Linked DNA regions of Sus scrofa: all the other regions are linked to region 3. A link is a contact called in public Hi-C and promoter capture Hi-C data. All regions are on one chromosome and are shown on one strand. Each heading gives the region's core, a stretch centred on a gene start, on an enhancer-like site or on the middle of the called end of the contact. The rest is flanking DNA. Distances are from core to core; before and after follow the strand shown. Region 1 holds the start of MAPRE3 (microtubule-associated protein RP/EB family member 3). Region 2 holds the start of EMILIN1 (EMILIN-1). Region 3 holds the start of TMEM214 (transmembrane protein 214).

Evidence for each region. Promoter capture Hi-C pulls out the DNA fragments that hold promoters and counts their contacts. Hi-C and Micro-C count contacts between places; a contact is called where the count stands out from the background.
Region 1: a promoter capture Hi-C map of fetal skeletal muscle shows a contact between it and region 3, with 3 times the contacts expected there. The contact joins the promoter of MAPRE3 here to the promoter of TMEM214 in region 3. A contact is called at or near these places in 2 of 5 promoter capture datasets (fetal skeletal muscle and skeletal muscle), 13 of 47 Hi-C or Micro-C datasets (brain, embryonic fibroblasts, fetal heart ventricle and 8 more) and 1 of 2 datasets of contacts at active chromatin or transcription factors (skeletal muscle).
Region 2: a Hi-C map of skeletal muscle shows a contact between it and region 3, with 2.0 times the contacts expected there. The contact joins the promoter of EMILIN1 here to the promoter of TMEM214 in region 3. A contact is called at or near these places in 4 of 5 promoter capture datasets (fetal skeletal muscle, liver and skeletal muscle), 4 of 47 Hi-C or Micro-C datasets (alveolar macrophages, liver, psoas muscle and 1 more) and 2 of 2 datasets of contacts at active chromatin or transcription factors (alveolar macrophages and skeletal muscle).

The regions. Positions count from the first base shown.
Region 1 is chr3:112,134,637-112,137,757 of Sscrofa11.1, forward strand. MAPRE3 (microtubule-associated protein RP/EB family member 3) reads right to left here and starts at 1,443. Exons shown (of 7, transcript XM_021087724.1): 1 at 1,275-1,443.
Region 2 is chr3:112,038,666-112,041,814 of Sscrofa11.1, forward strand. EMILIN1 (EMILIN-1) reads right to left here and starts at 1,263. Exons shown (of 8, transcript XM_003125303.4): 1 at 618-1,263. The coding sequence starts at 787. LOC106509868 (a long non-coding RNA gene) reads left to right here and starts at 1,340. Exons shown (of 3, transcript XR_001307818.2): 1 at 1,340-3,149.
Region 3 is chr3:112,079,098-112,082,166 of Sscrofa11.1, forward strand. It overlaps TMEM214 (transmembrane protein 214), which reads right to left and starts at 1,618. Exons shown (of 17, transcript XM_005662677.3): 1 at 1,412-1,618; 2 at 336-535. The coding sequence starts at 1,556.

The DNA of each region.
Region 1 (3,121 bases), core at 193-2,692, 55 kb after region 3:
GAGCCCTCGAGTTGAGGCACGTTTATTAAGAAAGCTTCTGGCTGCGGGCACCAACTCTGACTTCAGCTCCACTTCTTCCAGAAAAAGAAAACCAACATCAGGGAATGCACCCTGGGCAGGTGGATAGGGAGCAAACATAACCCAAGGAATTGTTCAAACATGCTAGAACCCCTATCAGGTGACAGCCCCCCCGCCCCCAGAGACTCACAGGAGGCAGGGGGGGTACAAGCCTCAGATGGACACCAGAGTGAAACCTCAGTTCTTGTCCTTCCTCGCCGCTCTGCACTTGTTACCTTAAAGCACACTCTTATCCTTGGCTACCACTGGCAATTCACAGGTATCAGAGATCAAGTCCTGCCACGGCCCCTAAACGTACAACTAGTAAGCAAGCACTTGCTGTGGATACCAGGCCTGCTTCCAAACCTCACATTACACCAGGGTTGTACTGCGGGGGCCGGGTAGGGGGGGTGGGGGGTGGGGGAGGGCATTTTAAAGAGTACTGCAAGATGCTTATTCACAGCACCACACCGGGAGCGCAGAAACTTCAGCTCCCCAACGTAACCTCCTCCCACCCCCGCTGCCTCTAGTCCCTCTCCACAGCGCCCGCCAAAGCAGGCGCTCAGCCCACGAGGCCACCGTGCACTAGCGGGTGTGCACTAAACAGTAGCTGATCATGATGGGGCCGAATGCTTCCCAGCAAATCGCTTCGGAAAGCCCCACGAGCTCTCAGCAGCCAGTTAGAACTGTCCAGACCTGCTTCCCCACACCAGCCGGGGCAGGAGCGTGTGGGTCGGAAACCTGAGGCCCCAAGGTTTGGGCAGGCCGAACGCCCCCCTCCCCCAAGTCTCCCCTCGCGCTCTCCCTTGTCACTCTTTTCCTGGCATATCACCGGGGAAAACAGGAGAGGCCAGAGATGTCAGGCCCAAGAGGGGCAAGGAGAAGGAACAAGGGCGAACGGAGGCAGTTTTGGGGGGAAATCTGTCCAGGGCGGAGGTACGGAAGCGCCGCATCTTGTGGGGAAGGACCCCCAAGGTGGGTCTGGTGGGAGAGAGGGGAGGGGGAGTGGCTCGGGGAGGCCTGAGGGCTGAGGCCCCCGGGAGCCCGGGTGAGAGGGATGGAGGGAGGGAGGGAGGCCGGCGGCGGTGAGGCGCGGGTGGGGGGCGGAGGCGCGGGTAGGGTGGCGAGGGGGGCAGCCCGGTTCCCCTCCCCCAGGCCGGGCCCGGGCCTCCCGCTGACTCAGCCCCACGGCGTCGGTCGCCTCGGCCCGGACTCACAGTGCGCGAGGTGGCTCCGGCGGAGGCGGCAGGGGAGGGGGACAGGCGGCGGGGGCGCTGCGGCTGAGGCTGCGGCTCCGGCCGGTGGCTCTGGGGCGGAGGGTCCTAGCAGAGGCCGCCGCGGTCTCCGGCTTCAACGCACAGAGACTGCGGGGGAAGAGAGCACTGCGCAGGCGCGATGCGGCCACCGCTGTCAGTCCGAGCGGGGCGGGGCCAGGGCACCCGCCGTCTCCAAGGCAACTGTGCGGCGAGGGAAGGACAGCCCCTACCTCCACCTTGTCTTAGCTACGGCAGCGGGAGGTGGGGGGCGACGGGAACAGTCCCTCTAAGTTGCCATAGCAACGAGGAGACAACACCGCTTCATAAATTTACGGCGGTACCGGGGGAACGCTCTTACCTTGTCACCATGGCAACTGGGAACAGCCCCTTCCTTTTTCCGTAGCAACAGGGTAACAATTCCTCCACCCTAACAGATCACAGAAGGAACAACCGTTTACACCTGATTCAATAGTAGCCAGATGACAGATTCTGATCTGTCGCACGGCTACTGCAAAGGAGAAAGAAGAGACTATGTTTTCTCTTTCAGCGACACGAGAGAGCTAAAACTGGGTTTTCTCTCCTCTCGTGGTTTATGGCTCTCAATCCCAGCATGTCATTCTAATTCCCAAATTCAATTTTCCTCTACCTGTGTTAAACATTCCTTCTTGTCTCCTACCAGAAAGTCTGTATCTTTACCCCTAAATCGTCTATACATATATTGAGTTTCTTTCTTTTTTTTTTCTTTTCTTTCTTTTTTTTTTTTTTTTTTTTTGTCTTTTTGTCTTTTTAGGACAGCCCCGCGGCAAATGGAGGTTCCCGGGCTAGGGGTCCAATTGGAGCTGTAGCCGCCGGCCTACGCACAGCCACAGCAACGCCAGATCCAAGCCGCGTCTGCCACCTACACCACAGCTCACAACAACACCAGATCCTTAACCCACTGAGTGAGGCCAGAGATCGAACCCGCAACCTCATGGTTCCTAGTCGGATTCATTTCCACTGAGCCACGACGGGAACCCAAGGAGTTTCTTATCAACGTTATTGTCTCTCTCCCAACACATTTGTAAACAATTCCTATTTCTTTATCTTGCCCACTAGCCGGTTTAAATTCTGCGCCCTCCTTGGTATGTTCATTGGTGTTCCCGAATTCCCTATTCCAAGTCTGCTTTTATGGCTCTCCCCAGTTATTCTAGACTCCTCTTCTTCCTGGCCACACCTACTGTCCTTGTCTCCAGTGCTCTGCCCAGGACTCCACCATGCTCACCCCTTTGTGATTTCATCAGTTTGGTTCTCTTTGTGCAGATTATTTCTGGCTCTTCCTCCCTCAGCCCTGACTCCCGTGGATATCTTCAGGTCACCTCTGTCCCCATCTTGTACATACCTCTTTTTGTTACTCTCAGTTTGCAGTATTGTCCTTGGCTTACAAGTGCCTCCCCAGACTGTGTGCCCCCTGTGTGTCATCTTCATCTGCTTCCTCAGCATCTGGACCAAAAGTGATGCATCGTAGAATTCCAATAAGTGTTTATGTAATTGAATCAAGTGAAGACAAAGATTTTCTTCAAAGATTTTCTTTGACTCCCAAAGAAATGGATGAAAGGAGTCAAAACATTAAAAAAATTTTTTTGTTCTTCCTCATGTTCTCGAACTAACTGCCTCAGGGTCTCCATCGCTATTTCCTTATGATCTTTAAACATATTTCACCTTTAAATCCTACTGCAAGGATTCTCTCTCATTCCCTTACTTCTCCAGATTAATGCCCAAACTCTCTCCATCTGTTAATTGAGACTCTGGCTGGCATTCTGTTTTCTGAC
Region 2 (3,149 bases), core at 13-2,512, 41 kb before region 3:
TGGCCCTTGTGAGCCGGCTGGCTGGGTCCCCTGGTAAACCCTCTGATGCTGGCTTCCACCCACCCCTCGGGGGAGAGGACAGGGCAGGCAGGGGTCCAGCTCAGGGTTAAGGAGAGAATAAGCCATTGATGAGCCCTGCCCGCCTTGGGGCTCCAAGTTCTATAGTCTTGGCCCCATTCATCCCCGCCCCTGGGCTGAGGCGGCCAGAGAGCCTGAGAGCCGAAGGGAGCAGAGAATGGTGTCAAAAGCGTGGGTTCCTGGATGGGGCTGAGGGAGCCCTAGAAAGGGATGAAAGTTCTGCCGAGAATCCCAGGCTGGCACGCGGCTGGCAGCTGGCGGGAAGGCCTGGCCGCTGCCCCTCGGGTGGTTTCCCTGGGTACCTAGCGGGGAAGCCGACCCCCCTGAGGGTAGACGGGGTACCTCTCTATTCAGGGGGCCCTGGAAGTGCCCCGCGGGAAGGCGGGCCTGTCAAGAACCACCTGATGGCTGGCCTTCCTCTGCCGCTTCCCTGCATGCGGGAGACTGCCCGACAGCATTCGCAAGGCAGAGGCCAGGAGGCCCCCTTCTCACCCACCCTCCCACCACCTCGGGCCTGGGGCTGGGACCCAGACTCTTACCTGTGGCGGCTGGCGGGCCGGGGGGCGCTCTGGGCCTGGGCTCCCCCGGGGCTGAGGGCCCCGCCACTCCCAGTGTAGAGGCTGTAACCTCGAGGAGGGTAGCTGGCTGCCCCCACGGCTGTGGTCAGCAGGCAGCAGAGGTAGCAGCTCCAGAGGGTGCCGGGGGCCATGGTGGGGGCGGGGGCCCTCAGAGGCACATCCCGGCCTGACCGCCGGCGCCTCTGCCTGGAGCGGGGGACGCCGCTGCTCCCAGGGACAGCGGGTCGTGTCTCCAGCTTCCTGCCGGCAGCCCCCAGCTGCACGCCTCCTCCTCGGCCGCCTGGCCTGACCCCCTCCCCTTCTCTTTCCTCCTCGGGCTCCTGTCTGTCCCCTCCTCGGTTCCTTCCGCTGTCCTCTTCTCCACTTCTGAGGGGAGTGTGTTCTGTGCCCCCCGCCTCCTGCGCCTGGTCCCTGGCCCTCCCAGATGCTGCTCCGTGCGCCTCCACCAGCGGGCCCTCCTCTGGCCTCCCTATCTGTGGTCCCCAATGACCGGATCCTGGGGGTGACAGGGCTTTGCCCCTGTGGCTGCTCAGAGGCGCAAGAGTGGCTGCGGGGCGGGCCCTGGCCTCCCGCCTCCCCCTCTCCCTCACTCCCCTCCCTTCCCCCCTGTCTGGCTGGCGGTCCAGCCTCCCCCTTCCTCCCCCCACCTCTCCAACCATCGTGCGCCACATCTGCTTCTTGTTAACTCCGGGAAAGAGAGGGAAAAAAAAAGGAAAAACAGAGAAATGTGGAGTTGCCGCCGGGCTTGGGGCCAGCCTCTCAGATGGGCCACATGGAGGGGAGCCGGGGCCAGAGCTGGGGAGGAGGCCCAGGGCCGGGCGCTTAGACAGGGAACGGGAGCTGGAGCCACAGCTCTCCTGGGGCCAGGGCAGGCCTGCCCTGCGACAGAGGACCTGAGAGAGGAGCCCAGACGGGAGAGCAGTGAAGGGTGGACGAAGCTGCGGGGGTGAGAGCATGTCACTGGCCAGCTGCCTCCTTTTATAGATGCGACATTTGAGGCCCAGAGGGGGAAGGTAACTTGTCCAAGGTAACAGAGCAAGTCAAGAGCAGGGCTCAGATGAGACTCTAAATAGCACCTAGGTCAGGGGCTTGAGAGGGAAACGGAAGAGAGGAGCAAAGGCCCCCCGGGCCAGGGAGGAAAAGGAGAAAGACCACCGAGGCGGGCAGGACAGTCGGAGGAGTGAGAGGGAGAGGACAGGCTCAGGAAACCGGAGCAGCACTCTGCATGGAGAGGACATGGGTGGGAGGAGAAAGACCTCCTTTTCGAACGGCCGAGAGAAATCGGGTCTCAAGCTCTTTGGGGTGAGGGTCAGCCACATGTGGGGGAGGGGAGGGAGGGAGGGAGGTTGGTTGGGCCGTGTCTACACAGCCTGCAGGAAGCCACTCCCTCGCGTGGAGCCAAGCCTGAAAGCCTCTGAGGCAGGCAAGGAAGTCACCCCAACCGCCAGCCTGTCTGACTCCATCAGCCGCCCCCTCCCCATCTGGCTCCAGTGCTGGGCGGGGTGGGCTGCCTGGGGTAGCCATGCAGAAGTGCTGGCCAGAACTGTCACGTGGAGGTGCCCAGGTAGCACAGGCTCCTCAAGGAGCGGCTGGTTCTGGTGGGTTACGGACACAAGCTCCCAACAGAGAACGCACGCAAGGTAGGACAGACAGAAGGCCAGGGGGCAGACAAATGGAAGCTGTGCTCTGGGTCAGAGGAGAGCTCTTGGAAGAAATCAATGTTGGGGAAAAAAACCAAAGAACAGAGACGAGGAGAGGGGAGAGATTTCAGGTTGGGGCAAGGGGTCTGTCTCAGTTTCCTCACCTGTAACATGGGAATAATAAGGAATTCCCATCATGGCTCAGTGGTTAACGAACCTGACTCGTAACCAAGACAGTTGTGGGTTCGATCCCTGGCCTCACTCAGTGGGTTAAGGATCCGGCGTTGCCGTGAGCTGTGGTGTAAGTCGCAGATGTGGCTCGGATCCCATGTTGCTGTGACTGTGGTGTAGACCGGCGGCTATAGCTCCAATTAGACCCCTGGCCTGGGAACCTCCATATACCACAGGTGCAGCCCTAAAAAGACAAAAACAAACAAACAAAAAACCTAAATAAAACATGGGACTAATGACACTACGCTCCTTCTTAGGTTTGTGAGGGTTAATTCATCCACATGGAGCATTCGGAATAGTGCCCAGCGTATGGTAAATGTACCATAAGTGTTAGTTCTTTTTCGTGTCAGGGAGGTCCCTGGTAGCCTAGCTTGGGTCACGGCTGTGGTGTGGGTTTGATTCCTGGTCTAGGAACTTCTGCATGTTGCAGGTTCAGCAAAAAAAAAAAAAAAGAAGAAGAAGAAGAAGATGTAGAAGAAGAGGGCCAGAAAGCCAGAGAAGCTGATTGTGGGAAAATCAGGGAGAGGCTAAACGACTGGTTAAGGGCTTGGGTTACAAGCTGTTGAGTAGGGGGTCAATACACACCCGGTAAGAAGGTATTTTTGGCAAAAGCAGTGGGCGG
Region 3 (3,069 bases), core at 368-2,867:
AGTTCAAGGGGGAAAAGAGAAGACAAGACGCAAAATGAAAGGACCCTCCTTCTTTGGGGGGAGGAGCTACCAGCAGTTTTTCTAAACCCTCCCTGTAGTCCTAGATTTCCAAAGCTCCCCTCTTACTAAAGGATGCTTCTCAATAACCTTCCTTCTGTCTATCCCAAGTGCACACATTGCAGCCCTTAGGCTTTCCATTCTTTCCTGAACCGGCTCCTCTCAACCAGCAATGTCCCACATTCCACAGGGCCCTCAGTTGCCCGTCCCCTCCTGCTCCTTTCATTTCACTCCTCAAGTCCCTGTGCTTTCGCTGCCTAAGGTCTCGGCCCACTCACAGCTTTCAGCGCCTCCTCCAGGCTGCGAAAGCGGCCCTGCTTCTGGTTCTGGTTGGTGACGGTTGCTCCCTTCTTAGTCTGCTTCTTGGTGGCCGGTTTCTTAGGCTCCACAGCAGGGGGTGGAACCTGCTCCTTATTCTGCCGTTTCATGATTTTCTCAAAGCCCCGCTCATACAGGGTGCTTGTCGTCTGGATTGGAGCTGGGGGTAATGACAGGCAGACAAAGGGGACCAGCCCTGAGTCAAGAGGGCCTCCCAGGAACAGTGGTCCCTTCCCCTTCGATCATCACAGCTCTTGAGTTCAAGGGCTCTCTCACAGAGATGAGGCATTTCTTTATTAGGAAATCAGAGTATGTGAGAACTGGTGGAGGGGTCGGATACAGAGGGCTGGCTTCTTTGCTGAGTGGCTACCAGTCTGGGAGGTCAGGATTTTTCCATCTTGGTTCTACACCAGTTCCACGTGGTTCGGATGTGACAACTCTATAATCAACAAGCGGCAAGCTTTCTCCAATCCTCCAGGAGACTTCGAGGAAACAGGCACCACTTAGAATAATACTTGGTGGGTGTGGAGTGTGTGGTGGGTCACGTCCCCCGCTGTGGGGCCTAGTGTGCGTCCCAGCCCCCATGCCCACCCCCGACCTGCTGGTTACTTAACACAGGGGCACAGGCCGTCTCCCCCCAGCTCCCAGACACCTGCCCAGAGAGCCTAGGCTGGGCCAGCGAACAGCTGGGCGGGCGGGTGTGCAGGCGGCCAAGCGTCCGAAGACCGGAATCGCAGTCCCCTCCGACCTGCGGTCCCGGGCAAGGCATCTAACACTTCGCTGAGCCTCGGTTTACGCATCTGACAGGCGAGGCAGCGACCTCCCTCGCGCTGTCTACCTCTTGTGAGGCTTAAAAGAGACAACGCCAAGTAGCGCCGGCTGAACTGGTAAGTACCGATGGGCAGGAGAGCTCGTTCTGCGAGCAGCCCGGGGCTATTTTGAGCCTCTGGGCTCCGGTAGCTGCTCTCTACCAGCCAGCGGGCAGGCAGGCCCGGGGCCGGGCGGCGGCGGGGGCGGCAGGCGGGTGGGTACTCACGGGTCAGGTCGTACTTCCACACTCCGTTCGCCTCCCCGAGCGCCCGGCGGTCCCCTCCGCCGCCTTTACCACTGCCGCCGGCCCCAGGCCGCCGCCCCTTCTTCACCACCTCCCAGCGCCCCCCACCCGCCGTCTTGGCCGCCATGGCTCCGACCCTCCCGCCACGGCCACCTCCCTGGGCTTTCCGGTCCGGTGCGGACGCGTCGCGCTCTGCCACGTCTCCTCGCAGGGCCTCGCGGCGCGTGACGCCACCCGCAAGGCAGCCTGGGACTTGTAGTCTTTTCTATTTGCCGGGTTCTCCCTCGCGAGGGCTCGGGTCAGCCTCCGGGCTCCCTTGCAGCAAAAAACAGCCAGGCAAAGAGGTTGAAATCAGGGGCTATTACATTCAAAAGTTTTTATTGAGACCTTGCTGTGTGAAGGCACTGGATGACTCGGTGGATATGTACAGTTTCTATTTGTCTTTCCGTTCTAGTTGGGCAGGAAGGATGGAATGAAAATAGTTCTTCGTCGTTGCCTCGGAGAGTTTGAAGATTAAATGCTTCCTTCCTTATAGGAAAATGCTAGTTTTTCTGTGGCTAGTGGTTAAACTTTGGGTTTAATGGGGTATAAAAATCCATTAGGAAGGTACAAGGAAGAGAATGGAGCTTGAGGGAAGAGGCAGTGTTTGGAGGGCAGTGTTTGGAGGGCAGTGGGAGAGGCCTTCTGACAGGAGGCAGGGCAAAGGCTGGGGGCCCAGGACAGTCAGAGCTGGGTCTCCCCTTCCTGGCAGTGGAAAGGAAAGGCTCTGACTCCCACCGCGAGAGTCAGCCCCCCGTCCCAGATGTGACAGGGAGGGGTTCAAGAGCCCCAGACCCGAGGAACCACCCAAATAGGTTATGACTCAGGCATTCACTATTGCTGAAGGGCCCACAGCCATGCTTGCAGTGTCATGTGAGACCTCAGAACGAAGCATTCCAGCCTGAGGATGAGGGAAGGTGAACTGGAAGTGATTTATCACAATTAAAGAAATGTGCTATTTCATGTACACTCCTACATTTAAGCATGAGTTTCACACCTGCCATCCTGAGGAACAAGGCAGGCCCGCCCTTATGGTAAGAATGAGTAGAGTCCAATTTACTACAGGACTAATGACTTAAGGAGTGATGAATTCTTAGGAAGGAGATCAGCAAAGGTTTCCCAAAGGAGATGGCATTTGAGATGGGTCCTGAGAAATGGGTGAATTTTCATTGATTGGGGATTAGGACAAGTGGCAAGAACAGGTCAGGTATATGGATTTATTGATTTTAACAAAGGCCTCGAGGTGGGACGCAGCAGGGACACAGAGACTGGAAGTAGTTTAGTGTCATGGTGCTTAACGGATTTTGGAGGTGATGAGGTTGGAAAGGGGTCTGAGCTCATATGCCATGGGCCTTGGGGATATATGAAGGGTGAGTTGGGGTGGAGGAAGGCAGGAGATAACTAGCTCTTGAGGCTTCCTTCTGCCTGCCCTGCAGCTCCTTCAGGCCTGATCATAGCTGACTTTGCCTCAGGTCAGAAGCGCTGAGTTGGACTGCTTTTGCCAAGGACCATATTTGAGCCGATCATGAATCAGTTCCCCTTTTTCAGATCATTGGTTTAGCTCCACACAGAGGATAGATAGCTCTTTGTTCTACCTCTTC